Regions from separate parts of the Rattus norvegicus genome. Here region 2 is linked to region 1. A link is a contact called in public Hi-C data. All regions are on one chromosome and are shown on one strand. Each heading gives the region's core, a stretch centred on a gene start, on an enhancer-like site or on the middle of the called end of the contact. The rest is flanking DNA. Distances are from core to core; before and after follow the strand shown.

Region 1 (2,700 bases), core at 92-2,591:
ATAAAAGTACTTTCACTTACATTTCTGAATCATAGAACTAAGACTTTAAAAAAATCACATTCATAGTCACATGAAATAACAGATAAGCAATAAATAAATGTACTAAATAAACTACAAATACATGAGGAATATGCTATAGATTGAATTATATTATCTCCAAAGTCAAATCTGGAAGTCTTTTTAGTACTTCAGTGTATGAATTTCTTTGGAAATAAATTCTTCAAAGGACAATGAGTTAAAGAGAGGCCATTAGAGTCAGCCTTTATCTAACAGGGCTGATGTCCTTAACATGTAACATGAATACACACACAAAACATGAGTAGACATTGAGAAGACAACCTTCTGCAGCCAAGGCCAGTGCCTGGGACCAAACCCTTCCTCGAGTTTCCAGAGAAATCAGTCTCTCTGACATTTCAATCTTGGACTTCTAACTTTCAGATCTTCAAGACAGTGTTTTGAGCCATCTCACTGGCCCTCATATTGTATTTAAATAAATTACTCTGTCATGAACATATTTGTATCAAAGTCTAGGTACACGTAGACTGCCTTCTAGAGATGAAGGTCCATGGGCTGTGACTTGAAAATTACCTTTATAGTACATATAAACATAGTACATTTAACAAATAAGCTTTCATAATGCATATGGTATATCATTCAATAATATCTTATGAATCTTACACAAATACACCCTTAAAGACATTCCAATACAGAGGGAAAGAAAGAAAGTACAACAGCATATGACTTCTGTGTGTGACATCAGTAAATTGAAGTGCCTATTTTCCTTCATCCTCTTCCTTTTCTAAAACCAATCAATTTTTAGACATGCAATTATATCTGTCTTAATTTAAGTGACACTGACATCTCATAAATCTGAACTCTGAAAATATGTCCTTTATTGCTTGTCCTATTTTTATGAATATTTGATTGACTTTCATATCAGAGTTGCCTTTCATGCCTTTTATAGGAGAGATGTAGACATTTGCTCCCTCCCCTCTGCCTCAGGTCCCAATGACAAAGCAAAGCTTACTCTTGAGAACCACTGAGTGAGTTATGCTCATTTACAGAGCAGTTTGGTAAAGGGCTCTGGGCAGAAGTATGGCTGCCCTGAAAGGTCTTCACCCAGGATGAATGATGGCTCCTCATGGCTGCATACATGAAGTCCCCCTACCTTTGTCTTCATAGCCTATAGTCTAGCCCATCACCAACCTCAAAGTTCATGTTTATTTAGGGCAGAATTGTATGCAACTGGTTGGGAGGGAAGGCTGGATACTCAGGAAAGGGTCCTCTGACTCATCCCGTATTCTCCTTCTGTGAGACACATCGGCAGTCAACAAGTCCAACTGCAATGAGATTTTGCAATCAGGCAAAACTAAACTAAAGATGGTGGCAGTGTGGCTCAGGGGATAGGCCTGTACTGAGGTCACAGCGGAAAGCCTTTTCTTTGAGTTATTCCTAGAATTTTCTGATCTCCCAAAGTCCCTCCCAGTGTCCGAATTGCTACCAACAATTCCCCCTTTGTTCACCCACAATGCCTCTTTTCTGCACTAGGGTCTTATTTGTGACCATATCAGTCAAAGAGACCCCAAATGCAAGTCTGAGAGAGTCCCTGAGAAGGAAGGAAAAAATAAGTTCTTACATATGGCTCCAAGGGAGATTTTTTTCCCCCAACAGAACCTGTTTATAACTATTTTACCTACAGTAGTAATGGACTGGAAGATTCAGAAATAAAGAAGGGCTGCACTCAGAAGCTAATCCCTCAGTAAATCAAGTGGTGCTCCTTCCTGCCTGAAATGTTCCGCATGCAGACTCCTTCCTTCTCCCATTCATCTTCCTCGCTGCCTTCGGTAGGCCACAAATGTCATTACAGAGATCTAACTTCAATGTGTTTTCTGTACTGTCTCTCCATCTCCTAAGTGGCTCCCTTTCATATACTAATATTTCACTATACATAAATCTCCTGAACGGCATTTGTAATATCTCTTAATTACTTGTTCATATATCTGTTTCCCAAACTGGCTGTGAAAGTCATTTGTCTCTGGAGTTTCGGTGCCTGGTCGCAGATAAAGGCTGCCATACAATAACCACACGATGGCTGCTGCCCCTCATGCTGAGGGCACATTTGAATTGAAGGTATTTATTTTACTCCTGTATCTATGGAGACATCTTTAAGAAACCTTGGGGTGTTCACCGTCAGCTGTGTGCAAAGAGACTAATGTACCGTTTTAAGCATAACAGAATGGTTCATGCTTATTTGAGCTCTCTCCAGTGGGCTTAGCTATAAACACATGCATGAAAATGTGACAATTATAAATCTCACGAATCTTCATGTCTCCACCAGCCCCAGGTTTTTCCTCTAATCTGAAGAAGCCACGGGGGAAGGGCAGTTCCGTCGTGATCTCTAAGGTGTTTTAGCGTCTGATTTTACTTGGGCAAGCCTGGATGCAAAACATCTTTCTTGCTATTTTGAGGGCAGGTTGAGCCTGGCGCTGCTTCTGTCACTGTGTCAGCGTCTCAGAGATAGCATGCTGTTTACACACAACCGTGCTGCCCTGCCTCTGATACCTGATCCTATCAGACACGGTTATTTCCAGCTGTCTTCAGGAGCAGACAGCTGGCGTGTCCAAATTTGCCTGCTTCACCACTGGAGAGGGTACTGAACGGAGTCGAACTCAACATAAGGCTCATGGAATCCTGAGCAAA
Region 2 (2,700 bases), core at 84-2,583, 270 kb before region 1:
CATTTATTAAATGCACTTCCCGATGTGTTAAGTAACTCGTTCTTCTAAGTGCACAGGGTTTGTATTACTCTTCTCTCTGCTGCCTCCTTCCCCTCTGTAGGATTTATGATGTTTTCCTGACAGGCTCCATGTGCCTGAGGCCCATTAGGTAGGACTGAGGTCTCACCTTTTCTAAGTCCAGAAGTCATCCTGAGGAAGTGCTATTACTTCATGTGTAAAACTGCAAAACACACACAGAATCACTTGGAACAGAAACTCTTTCTGTCAAGGGTTGCTCTTCCTCCAAAGTTTCTTCTCTGAAAACTTATTACTATTATTATTAATTACTATTATTAGTTTTGCTGATTTGATTATGCTCTACTGAAGGTAGTTAGAAAATGATATAAAATAGGAAATATTGTTGCTTGCAAAACAGTGTCAAAGGCCAACAGATAAACCTTCAAATTCATCTGCAGCACATGTCAATTAGATGCTGTCCAGAAAATAGGGCAAGCAACAGGACTTCTTCCTCTGTTCAAAGTGTCAGTCCAATTCAGTTTCAACCCAGAATGTGTTTTAGGTCTGAGGTAATAGGCCTACCTCATTTCTTCCATAGATTTTGTCTGGAGGAGCGACCAACTGGATCCACTTCAACTCTGGAGATCACTACATGCCACCACATACTATATTGTTGGCCACGAGCAGCACTGAATCTTCACGTGTAGCTTCTTACACTGTCATGCCCCATAGTACCCACAGCTAAATCTATACTTTCCAGCAAAGAACACAAGCCTGCAATTGCCCTTACAGTTTCAAAGCTTAGCTTTGCAGGTAATTGGGGAAAGTTAGTTATGTTCTCCGTGCACAAGTTAATTCATTCCCACTAAAACAATTACAGCATTGACTGTGTCATGAGTCTGTGAGGATTGTATAGTTCACATGAAGCTGCTTAGGAACATGTAAGCATTCATGTGTGCATAATTATACATTACTGTACTTTTATTTTCATTATTTTTATTGTACAAATGTAAATTTCTTTCTTCATATCATAGAGAATTGACACAGCAACATTAACTTGATTTAATTAGCTCATAAAATCTGGACTTGCCAAGCTGGTCAACTGAGGCCACTTTTGGGAACCCAGAGGAAGAAGGTATCTTCTATATCTATTATATAGTCTATCTATTTATGGGGATAAATAGATGTTGGTAGAAGTGGAGGTTTCTGGAATTGTCTGAAAATAGTTCCTATTGCCAAACTTTTGTACATCAAGTGTGTGTACAAGAAAGACCTCAGAAAGTCAGCACTGCTATAGGACTGTGCACAAGCCAAGTATCTGAATAATTTCTGGTGACTGGGCTTTTTCCCTGTTGAGTTCGATGACTGTACTCCACTAGGAGAAAGGTCATGAAGCATGGTTCCTGCTAGGGCTGACATTTAACAAGGAGTGATTGATTTGAAAGCAGGATTGATACTCAGATTTAGTCTACCGGTGTTTTGCTAAAATCCCTTTAAAATGGGACTGTAAGTTCATCCTCTCTTTTTCTTTCCTCTGAATAGATTTTTTTTTAACTAGGCCAAAAACTACCAATAGCCAGCTCAAGTAAAACACAAGCCAATTCATGTCTTCAGTGTCCACCATCTGAGTATCTCCTAGTTAGAGGAATGATCACAGTTCTTAAAGTATGAAAACACTAGTTACTGATCGCTACCTATCCTGAGCCCTCACTGCTAACACAGGAGCTCCAGATGAAATCTAAATTTGCTATTTCAAGCCCATTGCTGTGTTGATCATTTGAGATAAAAATGACATAGTTTTGAGTCTTCGGAAACTGCTCCACTTAACTCCCAAACCGTTGCTTTTGAAAAAGGCTAATTTGGGGTTGGGTACATTGGTGTTGCTGCCTTGTAAAACGGCAAGCTTTTTTTTAAAAAAGAAAAAGAAAGAAAAGAAAAAAATGAAAAAAATGGCAGCAGAGACATTTTTTCTAGCCCATGTCAGCACAAAAGGGTGACTCAGTTGTTTCATCTCCCAACAGCTGCATGCTTTCATTGACATTTGGTGACCTTTCTTTGTGCACCCAGCCTAACCTCTTAGGTTATTTCCTGGCCTCCCTTCTGTGACCTATGACCGAAGCTGACCTTTAGCTGGAGAATGTGACATTTTGTTCTCCTCTAGCTGACATGTGATGCTCTCATTATTCAAAGGTATGTGAAAATAACGACCCGGGGTGACCTGTGAGCTTCCTTTCATTTATTGGTTGGTTTTGGTGCTTGTTCAGCATGTAGTGGCCTTGGTTGAAAGGGGGTGAGACTGGGAGATGGAGAGGAGAGGATGGCCAATGTCCTTTTTTAAAACTCACAATTCTATCTGCCTTCCTGCCAGACTGGCTACTCTAATGTGCAAGGACACATTAGTATTTCCTGTTTCTGGATTTAGGAACAAGGTTGGCCTTCAAACAACAGGTCTCCTTGTGGAATGTAAGCACTTCAATGTCATGAGTAAAGCTCCTTATTTATTTATCTTCTTCCAACTAATGACGTCACTACATCTCTGCAGAGAATTTTTATGCATTAGTCTTTCGTAGATGCAGAAGGAGTAAGATACATAGAATAGGGGTTGGGGATTTAGCTCAGTGGTAGAGCACTTGCCTAGCAAGCGCAAGGACCTGGGTTCGGTCCTCAGCTCAAAAAAAAAAAAAAAGGATACATACAATAATA

The links. Hi-C and Micro-C count contacts between places; a contact is called where the count stands out from the background.
Region 2: a Hi-C map of Schwann cells shows a contact between it and region 1, with 2.9 times the contacts expected there. The contact joins two enhancer-like sites. A contact is called at or near these places in 5 of 12 Hi-C or Micro-C datasets (Schwann cells, hepatocytes, kidney and 1 more).

The regions. Positions count from the first base shown.
Region 1 is chr11:28,593,527-28,596,226 of GRCr8, reverse strand. No RefSeq gene overlaps it. Among named protein-coding and RNA genes, the nearest start is that of Nrip1, 130 kb to the right of the region's middle. Within about 2 kb of position 1,341, at least 3 of the 93 cell types and tissues checked have an H3K27ac peak or open chromatin away from gene starts, as enhancers often do. A contact at or near this core is called in Schwann cells, where this site is marked.
Region 2 is chr11:28,860,159-28,862,858 of GRCr8, reverse strand. LOC102556241 (a long non-coding RNA gene) reads left to right here. Exons shown (of 2, transcript XR_001840430.3): 1 at 1-2,187. Among named protein-coding and RNA genes, the nearest start is that of Usp25, 230 kb to the left of the region's middle. Within about 2 kb of position 1,333, at least 2 of the 93 cell types and tissues checked have an H3K27ac peak or open chromatin away from gene starts, as enhancers often do. A contact at or near this core is called in Schwann cells, where this site is marked.